Regions from separate parts of the Sus scrofa genome. Here regions 2 and 3 are each linked to region 1. Evidence: chromatin contacts called from public HiChIP or PLAC-seq data. All regions are on one chromosome and are shown on one strand. The core of a region is the stretch at or near the end of the contact, and the rest is flanking DNA. Distances in the headings are between cores, read along the strand shown. Region 1 overlaps CDK6 (a long non-coding RNA gene). Region 2 overlaps CDK6 (a long non-coding RNA gene). Region 3 holds the start of CDK6 (a long non-coding RNA gene).

The links. HiChIP or PLAC-seq counts read pairs in DNA pulled down with a chosen protein or histone mark.
Region 2: a contact with region 1 is called in an H3K27ac HiChIP or PLAC-seq map of skeletal muscle. The contact joins two enhancer-like sites. A contact is called at or near these places in 1 of 47 Hi-C or Micro-C datasets (embryonic fibroblasts) and 2 of 2 datasets of contacts at active chromatin or transcription factors (alveolar macrophages and skeletal muscle).
Region 3: a contact with region 1 is called in an H3K27ac HiChIP or PLAC-seq map of alveolar macrophages. The contact joins the promoter of CDK6 here to the enhancer-like site in region 1. A contact is called at or near these places in 6 of 47 Hi-C or Micro-C datasets (brain, embryonic fibroblasts, mesenteric adipose tissue and 3 more) and 2 of 2 datasets of contacts at active chromatin or transcription factors (alveolar macrophages and skeletal muscle).

Annotation. Positions count from the first base shown.
Region 1 is chr9:72,637,288-72,639,987 of Sscrofa11.1, reverse strand. All of the region lies in intron 4 of CDK6 (a long non-coding RNA gene), which reads left to right. Among named protein-coding and RNA genes, the nearest start is that of CDK6, 130 kb to the left of the region's middle. Within about 2 kb of position 1,332, at least 54 of the 83 cell types and tissues checked have an H3K27ac peak or open chromatin away from gene starts, as enhancers often do. A contact at or near this core is called in alveolar macrophages, brain, embryonic fibroblasts and 5 more, where this site is marked.
Region 2 is chr9:72,519,824-72,522,523 of Sscrofa11.1, reverse strand. CDK6 (a long non-coding RNA gene) reads left to right here. Exons shown (of 8, transcript XR_002347034.1): 8 at 1,224-2,700. Among named protein-coding and RNA genes, the nearest start is that of FAM133B, 17 kb to the right of the region's middle. Within about 2 kb of position 1,438, at least 11 of the 83 cell types and tissues checked have an H3K27ac peak or open chromatin away from gene starts, as enhancers often do. A contact at or near this core is called in skeletal muscle, where this site is marked.
Region 3 is chr9:72,764,068-72,766,963 of Sscrofa11.1, reverse strand. It overlaps CDK6 (a long non-coding RNA gene), which reads left to right and starts at 1,333. Exons shown (of 8, transcript XR_002347034.1): 1 at 1,333-1,549. LOC102161391 (a long non-coding RNA gene) reads left to right here. Exons shown (of 3, transcript XR_002347038.1): 3 at 1-142.

The DNA of each region.
Region 1 (2,700 bases), core at 83-2,582:
TTCTCATTGAAAGGCTTAGGTGTTCTGAAAACATCTCCTGCTCTATAGAAATAAACCAAAAGATAGCAAGTAAATAATAAACATAGAAAGACTTATTTGACAGCTGTAAAAATTACAAAAACTCACTGGAGGATTTTTTTTTTATATGGAACTGATAAGATTTCCAAAATGCCTTATTACAATCACTCATTTATTTAATACCACAAGTATTACCAAAAAATTAAATTGTTTACACCCCTTCTTGTGCCTTTGGCAGTAGATGATTTCTCACTCCAGCGCCAGTATTGGTAGTGTTTAGTCAACAATAAACCTTGTGGGAGTTCCTTGGTGGCCTCACCATTAAGGATTCAGCTTTGTCACTGCTGTGGCTCGGGTTCAGTCCCTAACCGGGGAACTTCTGCATACCTCAGGCATGACCAAAAGAAAAAAGAAGAAATCTTGTGGATTCAGAAAGGTTTCAATAATCCGGGGATATAAAATTAACGAAATGGAGTTGCAGCATTCAGTCAACAAACACTGCTCACTTTCCATGTGCCGAGCACTGTTGATGAACCAGAGGAACCAGGGTGAACAGAAAGGGACAAGGTCTTTGCTCTCATGGAGTTCACAGTCAAAAGGGGGAGACAGCTCTCCCCCCAGGTGTCACACCAAGAAATGCCTAGTCAGAAACAGAACTGCAATACAGGAAAAGGACAGAGTTCTAGGAGGCCCTGAGACTCAGAAATCTTCTTAGGGCTGGGGTAGGGATGGGGGCTGTCAGGGAAGCCAGCCCCCCTGCACCACACCACTACAAGAGGTCACCAGTGTCCTCCTCTCGGAACCTGCCTGGACGTGGGCCCCACGGATGTGTACATCCTGCAGCCTGTGCTTATTTTCTTCGTTTGTGTTTGGAATCGTTCATTTTATAGCACCCCATTGGCACCACCAAGTTGACAAAGTGAAGCAGGACCAGAGATCAGAGAACAATGTCATCTTTTACAGGAGAAAATAAATTGTTTGTGCTTGTTTCCTCTCCGTGCGTGTTGTATTTACTATGGAGACCTGGCAAGGTCTGTGCCTCGGCTTGGGCAGCCGAGCTGCTCCCACAGAAGCCTGCAAACGCTGCCAGTGCATACTGAGTAAATCAAACTGAGAGCACGAACCGAGTATAATGGAAAAAACCCAAAGCCCTGTCGCCCCGGCACCTCGACAAAAGTGCAGGACACACCTCTGAAGCCGGAAAGGCTCCTGGAACTCCCTCCCCGCTCGACCTCTCCTTGCCATGACACAACCAGGGCTGTTTTGTGAAAACCGTGCAGTTGCCAGTACATATTTCATAGTTAACAATGGAGTGTTTGTGCCGGTTTCGTTTTCACTTTCACCAGTGAGGGAAGTGGAGCACAATGGGGCAGCGCACAGGACTGGGAACAAGATACGTTTTCGGTAGGATTCCCAGGGCTGGGTACGTGGAAAACACCAGAGCCAAGACAAACATGAAAACCCATCCAGATCCTCCGCTACGCATTCTCAGTGGCAATAAAACACATCTTGAGTTACTGTCTGATAGGTCGACTATCGCTTCAGTAAAGGCAGACGCTGTTGACCGCTGTGAGAGTTGCTTCCATGCAGAGAGTAATGTATTTCAGCCATACAGGATGCCCCTGCTGGGGGCATGTGTAGGCGGCTGGCTCTTGAACTGTACCACGTATACTTGTGAAGTTCATCAAATGACTGCTTTCCTTGTTTATTAAAGATAGTCATCCATTTGACTCACCTAATTCTAGCCCCTTCATAAGTGGTCACTGTGGCGAATTAGTTCTGGCCAAAAAAACAGTTTAACTGTAACGCCCCTGCCTGGAGGATGTTTTACTCCAAGAAAGCACAGGATGTTCTTTGCTTCCTCCATACATCCGTTTGGCCAGCACTGTCCTGTCAAGGTGTGACACAGACAGGGTCTGGTTGTCACCTGGATATTTCCATTCCACTGTACAGGCACCCTCTTTTGGCTGCCATTGACATCTCAGAAGCTAGAGGCCAAGTTTGAGTGTGAAGACCAAGCATTGTCTGAAGAGTGACGAGACCAAAGGCTTTAGAGAGGTTTTGCAGCCAAAGGGTTTCTTGGAGATCCAGAAGGTAGAGAAGATTTTGTTGCCTCTTAGAGTTAACATTCTTATGGGCATACACTTATGTGCTTGGTCAGGAGCCAGTCTGTCAAACTGTATTTAATGAGATTTTTCTATCCCCCCGCCCACTGCTGCAAATGTGCTGTAGCTCCAGTGTTCTGTTATGTTTATTCAATGGAGTATGAGACATGGTCTTTTGAATTGAATGTAAAACAATGTTTCTATCACATGGATTTTTGCTAGCTCTTTAATTCTTAGAATGTGTGCACTTCTTGGGATTTACAGAAGACAGTGCCTCTGTAAAGCATCTTCATTTTACCTGGGCTTTGATAGCCTCCTAGTGCAAGTTCCTAAGTTGAGATGTGTTACTGAAATTTTGTTACGGTGGACAGTGCCTTTTTTTTTTTTTTCCTCTTTAGGTTCCCAGGCTAGGAGTCGACCCAGAGCCACAGCCTCCGGCCTATACCACAGCCACAACAACGCAGGATCCAAGCCTCGTCTTCGACCTACGCCACAGCTCATGGCAACACCGGGTCCCTAACCCATTGAACGAGGCTGGGGATCGAACCCGCAACCTCATGGTTCCCAGTCAGATTCG
Region 2 (2,700 bases), core at 189-2,688, 120 kb after region 1:
CACGTTGGCATCCATGAAAGCGGCTCAGGATAAATAAGATTTCAGGAGACCCAAAATTTCACTGGAAATTTTGTAGAATTTTTGGTTTGTACGTGTTTTTCTAGGTCAGTTGCATTCAGTGGAGTTTTAGAGGGGTCCCTAATCCAATCAGAACTTGACTAGGACTGTGAGCTACTTATGGGCAGAAACCAGAATAAAGGGAAGAGGTCTCCATAACCAGAATGATGTTAAGTCTAGATTACATAGAGGACTGAAATCCAGAGGCATTTCAGATCCCCAGCTCACCCAGGTGGACTCTGCATCACAAGGATGGAGAGGCAGTATAGCTTCCTCTGCTACCTGTGAGCTCCTGGGGCAGTTGGAGGGCAGGGGTCTGACTCATCATCAGTTAGTGCTTGCCATCTGCCAGGCACGCTGGAGGAGTTGATGAAAAGAGAGGATTTGAAGAACAAGATGACCTGGGGTTGGAATGGAAGCGGAACTGAAATGAGGAAAATGTGACTAAGTGATTATGTGTCAACAGCCTGAGAATGCAGATTGCTATGATAGAGTTCACCTTTCAGCTTCTACCTGCACCGGAGTCAACAGCCTGGAATAGTTGAGGGATTTGAGCTGTATCTCCCTATAGGGCTGCCGCCAGCACACATGGCATTTTGATGTGAACTAGAAGGAGGGCATCCCTTGTCTGGGTGGCTCAGGGTACATGGCTTGCTAGTGGATCCATATAATTAGCATCTGGGTTTTCACCCTTACTTGTTGCCCCTTCCACTGGCCTGGTGTTCAGTAATTACCCTTTATACCTGCACAAGGCAACCCTTGTCCATCCCCTGATCAATGATACAACCTGGGGCAGGGTGAAAACTAAGGGCAAAGACTCTGATTATAGCACTACGTTTGCTGGCATCAGAAAAGTCACTACCCTAAATAAAATGATATGCATTCTCTCATAATAGTTAATTATTGGGTTGGAGAAATCCTGTGTATATAAGAGTCCACAGGCAACCGAAACGGTGTTGCCTTTTCCCAAAGCACAGAAATGTGCTTCTACATTAGACACATATGTGAGCACTGTGTACAGTGTATTAAGTGTCCCTTAAAGTAGATACTCATTCTCATTTTGGTCACACTTAATACATGGCAGTCAATAGATACATAACTATGTAAGCACATGGTTTAAATGGACATGTTTTATGTTTCTCCATTATTTTATTTCTCAATCACAGAAGTGCTTGACATTTAATCCAGCCAAAAGAATATCAGCCTACAGTGCCCTGTCTCACCCATACTTCCACGACCTGGAGAGGTGCAAGGAAAACCTGGATTCCCATCTGCCACCCAGCCAGAACAGCTCAGAAATGAATACAGCCTGAGGGCCCAGCCGCTGCCTGAGCCGATCGTCCGGAGAACCTCCTTGGTGGCTGAGGGTCCCCTAAGTAAGCCCTGCAGAAGCTGTACAGGATCACTGGCTGGGGGCCTTCTAGCTACTGTCTTCTGGATGGGCTCTGCTTCTCTGAGGAAACGCCTAGTTTACTGTTTTGAAATCAATGCAAGCGTGATTGCAGCTTTATGTTCATTCGTTTGTTTGTTATTTGTTTGTTTGTTGTTTGTTTCAAGAACCTGGAAAAATTCCAGAAGAGAAGCTGCTGACCAATTGTGCTGCCATTGCATTTTTCTGATCTTGAATGCTGCCAGTGTGAAGTGAGCAATCCAGGCACAGCTGAGTTATGTTGTAATCTCTCTGCAGCTGCCGGAGCCTGATTTGGTACTTTTGAGTGAGCGTGCGTGTGTGTGTGTGTGTGTGTGTGTGTGTGTGTGTGTGTGTGTGTGTGTGATTCTTGATCTCTTAAAAAAGTGTTACTTCTGTAAACAACATGAATAATTAAGTTTTTAAGGACTCACAGTGACCGCTAAAATTCCAAGTATCTGTGGACTGAAGGTGATTCACCAAAATGGGCTTCTCAAATTAGAAAGTTGAGCCTATGTCCTTAGCATTTCTTTTCTGGCCAAAAGCAGTTAATTTGCTAGTTGTAAAGGGTTCACTATCTAGAGGCAGTTGAATATGCACGGCAAAAAGAAAAAAAAAAAATTCTAGTATCTTTTAAGAAACCTGTTTCTTAAAGCACACCTTCTATTTACTCTTGAAGAAGCTGCATTTACTTATTGTAATTTTAACCTGTATAATATGCTTTATTGTTTCTTTTGGAAAACACCCTATAAGCTTTTTCTTACTTGCTATAGATTTAGGGAAGGTACCTCAACTAGGGTGAAAACTAAGGGCAAAGAGAAACCTTGATTTCTTGGTTTTGAAATTTATTTCCCTTTTGGTTTTTGTTGTTTTATTTTTGATTTTAGGAGTTTGTTGGAAGCTGTTTCCTGTTTGGCTTTGGTGGGTAGTTCTCTCTGACTAGAGATAGAAGTGCCGTTTAAGTTTTCCCCACCTGTTACACTGAACTTTTTTCTACCATGCACTACCTTATTTGCAAGGTGTCCATCTTATCCATCCCCCAGTGCCTCTAAATATGTGGTACTTATGTAACTAACAACAGTTTGCTTAAGCCATTGCCACGTACCTCCTACTTTTTTTCTTTCAATGAGCTTTTCATAAATAGTTAGATTCAGATTCTGGCTTATGGCTCCAATTCCACAGTCCTAACAGGGTCCTGTATGTTCTTTAATGCAATCTTCCTACCCGACATTCAC
Region 3 (2,896 bases), core at 84-2,583, 130 kb before region 1:
CTGCAGTATAGAATTAATTTTATAAAGGCAAAATTTTGATGTACTATGAAATTAGCAACACGGTTTAATTCAAAAAGTCAAAAAAGATTTATAGAATAATATTTTCAATTCCAACAGAATTTTGTTGGGTTTTAATTTTTCCACAGAGCACTGAAATAAATAAAATTTTTTAGGCTTTGCATTAAAGATGTTTTAAAAAGTTTCAAGTATTTTACAGAAAGAGATTTTGGACAATACTGAAATTTTTTCCTAAAAACAGCTATTTTAAGGTTTGTTTTACTTCATTGTAGAAAGTCTAGAAGACTTTTCTTTTTCTCCAAAATCTCATTTTCACCTGAAATAATTGTATTCAGGTTTTCTCAGCAGGTAAAATATGCATTCTTACAAGGTTTCAAATTTCAGAATTCCAATAATGCATTTCAACTGAGCACCCACCGAATTGTGTTCTGTGTGTGTGTGTGTGTGTGTGTGTTATCTTGCAGTTCTGTTATTTACAATCAATTTTAGGCTTCTTAGCTCCCCAGAAATACCTCAGTGAACCCTCAACAGTTGCTAGCCACTTAATAATTGTGAACCGGCCAGCCCCATCAAGTAGATCGTTAACCACAAAAGTGCCTGACAATTTCCAAATCATATTCTCTGTCCAAAAGGAAGAGATAGGGCTTGGTGAGGCCGAAAGGAAGCGAAGGACAACAAAACAAATGCAGTTCATGCTGAAAGTGAAAAGTGCTTTGGACAGATTAGTATTTTCTTTTCTACAAGGCGTCCTGCCAATTTTTTTTTTTTAATAGAGAAGAGTTATTTTTTTGGTCTGATTTTTCAGTTTCTTGGAAAGTGTCGCTTTTACCCTCCCTACAGACCTTCATAATTACTGTTGGTTGTTCTGTTTTTCCCATCCGTTTGCATCATAGACTGCCGATACCCCCACCTCACTCTGTCAAAACCCCAACTCCGGGCGACCCTGGATTTGGTAACTCCACCGACTCCCGACGACACATTCCACTCTCCCTCTCACGCCTTTTATTTTAGTCGCAAGATCCCCACTCCAGTGGCAGTGAAAGCCGGAAATTTTCATTTAACTCCCCCCCTCCCTTCTTCGCCCCCTACTCGGAGCGGAGAGCTAGGGGGCCAGGAGGTTCCGAGCACAGCCGGGTCTCGGCCGCCTCCCCTCTCTCCGGAAGGCTTTAATTTGCACACTTGCTTGCCACTGCGCGGCGAGCCCCCAACCTAGCTGCGGCGGGGAGGGTCTCGGCGGAGTCGGCCTCCCGGCCCCCCAGCCCCGCCCCGCTGCCTCCGCCGCCTCCCCAACTCGGGCCCCTAGCGCGGGCCGGAGCCCCGCGGCCCCCGTCCGCCCCCAGCGAGCGGCGCGGGCGGCGCCCTCCGCCGTCCCTCCGCCCTCCGCCGCAGTGCCCACCCCCTCGCCGGAGAGAGGGCTGGTGACTTCTTCCTCCGAGCCGAGTTACCTGCTCCGCGCCGCGGTGGACACGTGCGAAGGTCGTACTGACACCCGCAGCCCCCTCGCGAAGCCCGAAGCGGCGAGGCCCATCAGGTGAGGAGCTGTGCTCTCGGGTGGGTGGGCTGCTGGGTGGGGGGTCCCCAGGGGAGATTTCGGGGCTTGGCGGGGGTCCGAAGCGAGGGTGGGTAGGGGCGACGGGTGCGGAGGAGGGGTGGTAGGTTTTCGGAATCCACTTTAGTTAACCCCTTACAACCCGAGGCGGACTTGTTACGGGGGCCAGTTTGGGGGCGCAAAAGTTTCTCCTAATCTGGCTAAGAGGGGTATATCCCACACGAGGGACACCCCCCTAACGCCGAGATCCTGTGCTTGATCCCGCATAGCCTTGCGCACAAACACCCACACAAACACTTCTTATCCGGTTTCTTCAAACGGAACTCAAACTCCACCTGGAAACTCACATAATAACCCACATTTAGGATTTAAAGTGCATGCTTTTGGAGACTCGATGCGGGGGGATGTTTGGGTGCCCTATATTTATTTCACCACGAAAGCTCGCCCTCCATCTCGCTGACCCTGTGGGTGGGGGCTTCACCTTTCCCACCGTGAGATAAATGTTAACGCAGACTTTTTGCTGGCAACCACTGCGGGCGTTTAGGCACATTTAGAGGAGTGCACGCAGGCGCCCGGCGCCCGGGCTGGGAGCCCCGCAATGATGCACGCTTGCTTTGGTTTCCCAATTTACTCTCCTAATTTAAAATATTGAAGTTAAAATGCACGCCCCGGGTGAGCACCTTCGGGCCCAGCACTGCGCCGGTCATTGTGCACGTGGGAGCATCTGCGTGTGCGCACACGCGGGAGTCGTGGTCCCCGGTGCGGCCTCTTGTCGCTGCGCTGGTGGCGACCCTTGCGGTGCTTGGCAGGCTTGGAGAGAGGCACATGAAGGATTTCATTGAGTGTGAAGACAGAGAGCAGAGACAGAAAGCAGAAGGAGGCGGCTGCAGCCTTTGTAGTCGCGGAGGAATGCGGAAATGTTGAAGCACTATGTCAAACTATTTTGAAATGGGGTCAAGTCACATTCAGCCAGCGTGGGAAAGCAACAACAACAACAAAAAAAAGTGGAGGAGAGCGGGGGGGAAAGGCACTGCTGCTCCCGTTTCTCTCCGCCGGAGCCGACCGTCCGGAGAGCGAGGGGGGAGAGCGGAGGCGGGCGGTGCGGGGCCAGGCGGGGGCAGCGGGCTCAGTTCCCTGCGGGGGTGGGACGTCCCCGACGCTTCCTTCGCTGCTGAGCGGCGGGCAGGACTGGGGCGGGGAGGGGGGCCACGGGAGGGGCGGGCCGCTCAGTCTGCGGCTGCTCCTGCGCTACCTGTGTGGCCCTTGTCCTGGCTCAGACCGCGGTGCTGGCTCTGGGGGCTTGTTCCTCGGCTCCCCCCAGGCTTCGCC